Linked DNA regions of Danio rerio: region 2 is linked to region 1. The links are chromatin contacts, called in public Hi-C maps. All regions are on one chromosome and are shown on one strand. Each heading gives the region's core, a stretch centred on a gene start, on an enhancer-like site or on the middle of the called end of the contact. The rest is flanking DNA. Distances are from core to core; before and after follow the strand shown. Region 1 holds the start of tmem236 (transmembrane protein 236). Region 2 overlaps cacnb2b (calcium channel, voltage-dependent, beta 2b).

What was found. A called contact is a pair of places that touch in the nucleus more often than the background predicts.
Region 2: a Hi-C map of embryo shows a contact between it and region 1, with 1.5 times the contacts expected there. The contact joins the enhancer-like site here to the promoter of tmem236 in region 1. A contact is called at or near these places in 4 of 18 Hi-C or Micro-C datasets (caudal fin, embryo, hematopoietic stem cells and 1 more).

Annotation. Positions count from the first base shown.
Region 1 is chr2:34,418,085-34,423,062 of GRCz12tu, forward strand. It overlaps tmem236 (transmembrane protein 236), which reads left to right and starts at 2,413. Exons shown (of 4, transcript NM_001100079.1): 1 at 2,413-2,691; 2 at 3,514-3,586. The coding sequence starts at 2,444. The region is part of intron 3 of LOC141378367 (a long non-coding RNA gene); the gene reads right to left. It overlaps stam (signal transducing adaptor molecule (SH3 domain and ITAM motif) 1), which reads left to right. Exons shown (of 15, transcript NM_200120.1): 15 at 1-457.
Region 2 is chr2:34,469,615-34,474,592 of GRCz12tu, forward strand. It overlaps cacnb2b (calcium channel, voltage-dependent, beta 2b), which reads left to right. Exons shown (of 13, transcript NM_001423728.1): 10 at 785-936; 11 at 3,053-3,148. Among named protein-coding and RNA genes, the nearest start is that of si:ch211-106h4.4, 9.0 kb to the right of the region's middle. Within about 2 kb of position 2,992, at least 8 of the 62 cell types and tissues checked have an H3K27ac peak or open chromatin away from gene starts, as enhancers often do.

The DNA of each region.
Region 1 (4,978 bases), core at 1,163-3,662:
TTTTTCCAAACAATTATAAAAATACTCATGCAACTTGTCATGCCCTGGGAATGAATGAATGATCATGTGTAAATGATCCACCGAGTGTGCAACACTCAAACTAACCTCTTATTTTCATAAGTCCTGTCAAGGGCTGCGACTGACACTAAAGAGAGCAAACTTTGTTCTTCTGACTCTAAAGTAAGGCGGTTCTCCCACATCTGTCTCGATGTAGCTACAGTGTTATCAGAGTAGTCATTGACGTTTCATAGAGAACATTCTGGGAAATTGGGACCATGGGCCAGTTCTAATGTGACACCTTAGCATATGCACATGGAGATGATAATCCTTACGTCAACCTTATCCACAGGGAAAATGGACTGTTTTTGGTGTATCAGTTATATGTACCCAGTTGTTTGTATGTACTATTTTAATCATCTTAATTATTAGTATTCACAATAAAACTAGGCCAAATGTACAGCACATGTTGTTTCTCATTATTAAGCGGCACTTTGATCACGCTGCTGAAACCAACAATACAAACCCTCAGAATTAGTAATGGATTAAGGCTTTTACTGGCAGTTGTATTGATTTTAATGGATACGAATCTCTGTGGATTCCTACTGGTAATTTGTTGACTTTTATTGGATCTACAAGAATCATGTGCCAAAACAATTAACATTTACTGGTATTAATGGTTAATAGGTTTGTTGTAACTTCTGTGATGGTTCTTTTGTTGTGGGGTCTTTTTCAGTAGTTTCAGGTGTTTTAGTTGTTTTTTGGTGGATTAACAGTCTTGTACAACAAAAGTTTTAGTTTTTAATAGGCTGGGGTAGTATTTTACAACCGTTATATTACTTGTAATCAGTGCAATATAAGCATTAAGAATGCAGTATAACTATGACTGTTATGTTTAGTAGGAGTGCAGAGATCCTTTTTGACCAAAAGTTAGTGTCATCCCAACATTTTTGAGTTTGCTCAAGGTACCATCTTCACGTTCAGCGCCATCGATGGTGTAATGACACGAGACCTAGGTATTGTTTGACTCAATATGCTTCTCCAAATGTAGACTGGTATTTTTTATTATTAGGAAAAATTATATAAAACTAATTAGCAAAAAGAGACATTTTTATCTACAACTAGGTGCCACTGCACAAAAACCATGAGTAACCTATTTTTATAGTTGCCATAAAAAAAGTTTTGTCTTATTACATTGAAGCATTACAGAGAGACAGCCTGAAGCCCAGTTTGGTGAGCTTTTTGTCAAATTTGTTTGCTATTCTAGAATAGTTTGACTACTTAAACTGATTTCATGTTTTTATTTCTGTGGGCATGAAGATCACTTAGATGGTCTAGGTCAAAGTAAAAAAAAAAAAGAAATGAAAACTCAAATAAAACTGCCCCCGAAAAAAAAAATACTTTGAATTTTCTTGAACCAGAAACCACAATAAAATAATTGTGTTTCCTTGTAACCCCTCTCCTTTAACTGAATCTTCTCTGAGTGGGACTGAAAGGGTTAGTTCATCCATATATGCCAAGACCTTCGCTTGTCTTCCAAATACAAATTAAGATAGTTTAGATGAAATCTAAGAACGGGTTAATATTATATTGAGAACCATGGCATCCCTAGTTTGGATATAAGTTTTTGACCACACTTCGTTATTATTGTTCATTTATTAGTTTGCTGGAAATTAGAACTGAATTTAGAAATAGTTCTGTAACAAATCTTTGCGCTTAACAAAAATAATTCAATAGGTAGGCTAATGGATGTCTTCAGCGCAGTGCATACAACACCATTTCCTTATCCACTAAACTAAAGGAGTAAAGTTAAGAGTAAACGTAAAGTAAAAAGTGAAGAGGCTCAATCTTTATCCTCTGTTTCCTTGCTAATGAAGCATTTAGTTTTTCCACTTACAAAGTCCGCCATGGAAACAGCAAATGCGCCATGGCGTGACGCAACTGACTCTTAAAGGCAATGGGAGATGAGACTCTGATTGGTTTAATGCATGTTATGCTTAAAACACACCCATAAGTCATTAAGAGAATAAGCTCAACCCTGTTAGACCATGTGCCAGGGCGCAAAGCATATTTTTCCATCCTTAAAATGGCAAAAGTGGATTCAGACACAACCTTAATGTTTTGCACCATGCGCTTTAGACTTTTCGCCTAGATTGGTAAAATAGAGCCCAATGTCTACAGTAGTTTTTTTTTTTTTACTTGTTTTGTGCTAATACTTTACATGTTTTTGAAGTAGGGACTTTTTCCTCTCATAACTCCATAAAAAGAAAATTGTGACTTCTTCATTACTGTGGCAATAAAAGAGCACCAGTGAGAATGCAGTGTAAGCAGAGCCGGTGTTCAGAGTCCAGAGTGCTCAGTTATTCAGTTTTCTTGGGAGATGCATTGGATGAATTCAGGGAATTTTCACTAGTAGGAGGATTTACTGAAGATTCACACTGTCAAGATGCTTTCTGGGAAGACTGTCAAACTCATTGTATTTGAGCTTTTGCAGTTCGCATGTCTCTGTATTCCTGTGTTTGTAGTTATGGAGCGATTTGCTTCTGTCATTCGGTTTGTGAAGTCTAGTGATACTGCCTATTGGCTGGTGGTGGCGGCGTCTGTGGCCTATGCGGCATCTGTAACTCTGTTTGTGTGGGTTCCATTGAAGTACTTCATGTTAAAAACTCAACGCTTCTCTGAAGTGACCAACTGGTGAGTACAACTAACCACTGCTCCTTTAATTTCCACACTGATAATGTTGTAATATTTGTAGATGATCCGAGTAGTTTTAGTTTTTAGCTTTTTGCATGTGTTGGTTTATTGTAAATGGCTTTGCAACTTAATTTAAATTATATCTGTGTAAAATGGGTTGGGAAGTACTAAAATAGTTTTAATTATAGCATAAAATGTCCATGTCAACAGCTACCAGTCAAAAGTTTGGGATCTGTAAGATTTGTTTTCCTCAAAAGATTTTTAAGAAGTCTCTCCTGCTCACCACAGCCGTTTAGTTAGTCAAAGAGCACAAAATGAAAAAAATTTGAAATAATATCTTTCATAGCATTGTCTTTACTGTAACGTTTGATCTTTTAAAAAAGTTACTTCTTTTTATGATGCTTTCAAATGAATATATATCACTGTTTTAACAAAAATAAAGCTGATTTCAATATTTGTTATAAACAAAACAGAATAGAATTATATATTTTTTGTAGGATCATGAACACTGAAATAATTATGTTCAAATTCAGCTTTGAATCTGTAATTAATACTGTTAATATAGATTCATTTAAAAAAAATAAAGAATATATTTCACAGTATTAACGTTTTAACTGTATTTTTAAACAAATAAATGCAGTAAGTGAGCAGTGGTTATCAAAAACTTGTTAAAAAGTCTGATCCCAAACTTTTCACCTGTACTGGGAAAACAAAGTTACATCATAAGCAGGGCACGCCATTATATTTTATCTGAATTTTAAATGCACGTGTTAAACTCTTTGTTGATATTCCAGAATGAAAATACTCTTATGTTTTGTGTAGGAGACCTGTTACACTGGCATATGTGATTCTCAGCACTTTACCGTGCTTCGCTATCATCATAGCCAGCTCAAAGGTAATGCATTATTTAGTCTCATTAGAAGACTATCATATGAATGTGCACTTGTTGACCACTAAAAGCCATTTCATCAGTTTGCGTAAGCTTCTTCAGTGGATCTTTAAAGCAATAGAGAGTGATTTGAAACTAATTTGGAAAAGGTTTTTAATGACATCAAACTGTAAATCTTTTAAATTTTGTCTGTTTTTTTGTAATGTGTGCATTTGAAGTGATACAAAAACAAATGACAGCTACTGCAATCTGTAAAGTAACTGCTTTCTTAAAGCAAAGAGAAGCCAATAAGTTTCATTATATGACAGTTTTGGTCCACAATAAAACCGTAGGGCTCATCAACAGTTTTCATAAACAGATCCACTCCAAGGTATTCAGTAACTTACTCGCAGACCAGCAGATTTACTATTAACCCAAAGATGGGGTATTATAGACTGGAATGTGAGTGGAGTATTACAGCCAATGTTAGTCTCTGGTTAGAATCACGAGGCCTGTATATGCTTCATCAACTGTCTGTCATCAACAAGTTTGTAAAAGCTTTCTCAAGTTTTTTTTTATTAGTGATATGATATTTGGAAAAAAAAAACCTGGGTCTCAATACTATGGATGAACACTATCAATGCAGCTCTTTTTAGTGTGAGTTGGTTGAATTAAATGGGAACTCTGTGGTTTAATGTTTGAAACCAAATTAAAAAACAACCATGTAAATCGGTTTAGGTATTTTACTCTGTTTATCTGAAGTTTATATTTTAATATAAATAATTAAAATATAAAAATATAAAATATAATAATATTCTAGAAATTGAAATGGTCATACTTTAGTTCAATAGTTTTGTAGTGACATTTCTTTAAATTGTTTCATTTATGTAGTTTTCATAAATTAAAATTTGGTAAAATAATAGATAGATACGTGTGTGTGTGTGTGTGTGTGTGTGTGTGTTTGTGTGTTTGTGTGTGTGTGTGTGTGTGTGTGTGTGTGTGTGTGTGTGTGTGTGTGTGTGTGTGTGTGTGTGTGTGTGTGTGTGTGTGTGTGTGTGTGTGTGTGTGTGTGTGTGTGTGTGTGTGTGTGTGTGTGTGTGTGTGTGTGTGTGTGTGTGTGTGTGTGTGTGTGTGTGTGTGTGTGTGTGTGTGTGTGTGTGTGTGTGTGTGTGTGTGTGTGTGTGTGTGTGTGTGTGTGTGTGTGTGTGTGTGTGTGTGTGTGTGTGTGTGTGTGTGTGTGTGTGTGTGTGTGTGTGTGTGTGTGTGTGTGTGTGTGTGTGTGTGTGTGTGTGTGTGTGTGTGTGTGTGTGTGTGTGTGTGTGTGTGTGTGTGTGTGTGTGTGTGTGTGTGTGTGTGTGTGTGTGTGTGTGTGTGTGTGTGTGTGTGTGTGTGTGTGTGTGTGTGTGTGTGTGTGTGTGT
Region 2 (4,978 bases), core at 1,742-4,241, 52 kb after region 1:
CCACATTCCCCAACTCATTCCTGTTGGTGTCATCAGAGCCACTTTACCTCTTAGAAAACACCATAAGTGTCAAAGAACCCCGAGACTTTTACTCCTAAAAGCTTCGGCTTGTGTTAGAAACCATAACCATGGAAATCTCCATTGATCTTCATTTGTGTATCCTTTTGTTCAAAAATGCTAGCCAAAGTGTTTAATGTACGGGTAATTTGGTCTTGTTTTTCAGAAAAATATCAAAGCATTCTTAAATGTAGGTTAACATTAGTTAGTATTAGTTATATTCCGTTCATAACAATGGATTTTTAACAAAATTTTTATGTTTTGATGTTTTTAATGAAAAACAATATAATAGTGACTTAGAAAAATATTCTTGCAGTGTGTTGTGGAAGATGGTGTTGAACTCTTTTGTCCTGTTTTTTATGATTAAATTTTGAGGATTTAAACCTTCATTGTTCTGTTACTTCCTGTAGACAAGGAACTGTCCGTCAGCATATTTTGATCATCACTATTTTCAATGACATATTGCATGACCTCGCTATGGAATGTGTTTAGTACTGAGAACGGGACTTTCATTTTATGCTTTTTTAATTGTATCATGTTGAGAAAAAGAGCAAAAACACATTTGTTTCTTTATTGTTGTATTGGATTTGGATTGGACATAAAAAAGCTTTCCATTTTGTTTTAAAAACATATATTTTACTTTGATAGAATTTTATTTTAAGATGCTGCCTGGAAACCTGGATAATAGGTTGACTAGCCTCACTTATTTCTTTATCTGCCCTTACAGCTCAAATCCAAGGAGAGGTTGAGAGGATTTTTGAGTTAGCACGCAGTCTACAGCTTGTGGTTCTGGATGCTGACACTATTAACCACCCTCTTCAACTAAGCAAGACCTCCTTGGCCCCGATCCTGGTGTATGTCAAGATTTCATCCCCCAAGGTCAGAAACATTGTTCACAGAACTCACAGACATAACCATCATTTATTACGTTGAAGAATTAATGAGACTGATGCTTACATAGGATTTATTCTTTAATATCATAAATACAGTAAAAAAAGTAAGATTCTAATTCCAGAAAGCTTGTTTTTATCTTAGATTTAACCCTGATACAGTTTAAAGGTGGACTGTATTACCTTTATTCATTCATTAATTCATTTTCTTGTCGGCTTAGTCCCTTTATTAATTCGGGGTCGCCACAGCGGAATGAACCGCCAGCTTATCCAGCACGTTTTTACGCAGCGGATGCCCTTCCAGCCACAACCCATCTCTGGGAAAATCATCTTTATTGCTTTTATCATATTTTTACATACTGTATATGCGCACATTTTTTTTTAGGATTCTTTAATATATATAGAAATTCTTTGTAACATTTAAAAATTCCTTTGCTGTCATTATTATAGGATCTACACTAATTAACATTGTAACCCTTGTGTATTGACTATCCTTTCGTTATGTTCCTAGCTGATTTTTTCCCATTTATTTCCATTATTCCATTATAACATATCGTTTTTGATTGCAAAGCCATAGAACTGTAATCATGGATTCTTGATTGTTGGTGGTTTTCCCTGTTGGGAATTGGTACAATTTGTCATTTTTCTTTTCATTTTCACCAACACAAAATCTGGTTATAATGGAACCCACATAGCAAAATTTCTCTGGCCCACACAATCAGGTTTTGCTTGGCCATGAATTACAGTACATGACTGAACCAAGGGCCAAATATGGATCATATCTGGGTCAAGTCTCAGCCAAGTTAATAACTCTTAACTGGGCCTAAACTGGGCCAGATCGGTTGGTGTGTCACGATTGCAATGAAATTGATAAATCCATGAAGCATTGCGCTTTAGGCACACTATGGGCATGTTTTTTCTCAAAGCAACCAGATTGGTAGATTAGTTTTTCTTTACTCAAAAATAAATTAAATGTATTTTAAATGTGGGTCAAGACAGGACAAACTTACGTGGCCCATATATCAATTATTAACACATAATACTATGTGCCACCTTAAAGCACTAACCTCTGCCAAATCCAGGCCATGTTTGGCTCACATGCTGTATGCCAGTGCCGGAAGAATGCCTGCTGTGCCAGCTTTATGCCAAATCTGGGCCAGAATTCTTTTCTACCTGGGGGGTCAATAGACCAAAAACAATCACGAACATAGAACGAAAGGGTAGTAAATTTGCCCAGAGTGTATTGTTGAGTTTATGAAAAATTCTAAAGCATTTTCCCAAAATATATGTCAAAATAAGATTTATCACACAAAAAAATCATTCTATTTGCTGAAACACAGAAACATTTGTGGCCAGTTTTAACCACAAAATGAAATAATGTTTGTATCAATGCATTTTGTTCATTGCAGTTGTACTGAAGAAATTACATGACAATACAACCATTATAAAAATGCTTGTATTGGTTTTTACTGACATGTGTATTGATAATCATTCATATTCTCAGCTACACAAATATGCAAAAAAATGCCTTATTCAAAGTGAGAACTGATGTTCAAAAACGGTTCAATCCAACCTAGTCTTACTGCAGTTAGTCATCAGAAAGAGTAATTCAGAGTTAACCAGTTCTAGCTGCCTGATACCGTTTGATTTATTTCCTTCTGTTAAATCCAATACACCTATAGTGTAATCTGATAAAAGGTATTTTATTAAATAAAAAAAGTAAGCCGGAAAGAAACAAGATTATTCTGTCAGTGATATCTGATATGGTACTACTGTACTGCTTATCAGCTTGTTTGCTAAACCTGTGGCTTTTCGGATAACCTCAAGTGTCTTTTTATCCATTTACTTTTAAAGTGCCCCACATCATTTATCTCGATAAATATCAGTCATGTGAATTAGATCCATCTGTCTGGGCTGCAAACAGACATCATACAGCCGTTACACTTACATAGGAAAAGCTCATTTGACAGAAGAGCGGTTGCGCAAACACACTATCCTTTCTCTTGTTCCCCAGCATGACCTAACGTCCAATGTTCTTTCACCCCCTGTTCCTCCCACTCATCCTTCCTGTGCCTTTTTCCTTCCTCTTTTCATCTGCTGTTCAGGTTCTCACAAGATTGATAAAGACCAGGGGCAAATCTCAGACTAAACATTTGAATGTCCAGATGGTGGCTGCAGACAAGCTAGCCCAGTGTCCCAATGTAAGTTCGTCCTCCATATACTAAAGATATCAAAGTGTTTTCTGTATGATTCAGGTAAATATTAATTAAAAATAAGGTTTGTTAGTGTTATACTAGAGATTTACTGACTGCAATTCAACAATTCTGTTAAAGATTTTTAAGTGGCAAAGCCACCACTATTACTTAATAACCGTTGACAAAAAAGTCATTTGAATGGATCCCAAAATAAAGTCAAGATAAACTTTGATTTGGGCTGTTTTGAAATCATTTTTCATTGAAGTATATCAGGGCATTTACACAACAGAGATGATATCAATATTTAGGATACATTTTTTTTTATAAACATGTGCTCTTTCACTTTTTTCACTTCACTTTTGTATTTTTGTCAATGAGACTCGTGCTGTGTACAGTACAAAATATCACAATATTATACAATTAATACACTCACCGGCCACTTTATTAGGTACACCTTACTAGTACTGGATTTCATCCACGTTTGCCTTCAGAACTGCTTAAGTCATTCGGGGCATAAATTCAACAAGTTACTGAATCATACCTCAGAGATTTTGGTCTATATTGACATGATAGCATCATGCAGTTGCTGCAGATTTGTCGGCTGCACATCCATGATGCGAATTTCCCGTTCCACCACATCCCAAAAATGGTCTATTAGATTGAGAACTGGTGACTGTGGAGGGCATTTGAGTACAGTGAACTCATTGCCATGTTCAAGAAACTGGTCTGAGATGATTCATGCTTTATGACATTGTCCAGCTGGAAGTAGCAACCAGAAGATGGGTACACTGTGGTCATAAAGGGATGGACATGGTCAGCAGCAATACCCAGCTTGGCTGTGACATTGACACTATGTTTAAATGGTACTAATGGGCCCAAAGTGTTGCAAGAAAAAATCCCGTAGACCATTACACCACCACCGCCTCGGCCTGAACCGTTGATACAAGGCAGGATGAATCCATGCTTTCATGTTGTTGAATGTGGTAGCAGAAATCAAAACTCATCAGACCAGGCAACATTTTTCCAGTTTTATACTGTCCAATTTCGTTGAGCCTGTGCGAATTGTAGCCTCAGTTTCCTGTTCTTAGCTGGCAGGTGTGGCACCTGGTGTGGTCTTCTGCTGCTGTAGCCCATCTACCTCAAGGTTGGATGTGTTGTGCATTCAGAGATGCTCTTCTGCCTACCTCGGTTGTAGCGAGTGGTTATTTGAGTTACTTTTGCCTTTCTATCAGCTCGAACCAGTCTGGCCGTTTTGCTTTGACCTCTGGCTTCAACAAAGCATTTGCACCCACAGAACTGTCGCTCACGGGATATTTTCTTATATTTGGACCTTTCTCTGTAAACTCTAGAAATGGTTGTGTTTGAAAATCCCAGTAGAGCAGCATTTTCTGAAATACTCAGACCAACCCATCTGGCACCCGCTACCATGTCACGATCAAAGTCACTTAATTCACCTTTCTTCCCCATTCTGATGCTCGGCTTGAACTGCAGCAGGTCGTCTTGACCATGACTACATGCCTAAATGCATTAAGTTTCTGCCATATGATTGGTCGATTAGAAATTTGCATTAACGAGCAGTTGGACAGTTGTACCTAATAAAGTGGCAGATGAGTGTATATGATAATGACAAAATTAGACACTGTTTGCTTGCTGAATCTATTTTTACATCTTTAATGGCCTCCTTTTAACACTTTCCTTAGTAATCTAAGCTGGTGGGCCTAGTAATCACAAACTGATCTGATTATGAAGAGGCTGTCCTTTTTACCGTTTCATGTTGCACAGCACCTATAAGGCAGTTGTTGACTTATATTAGCCAGTTGTATTTTAACTGTGCTA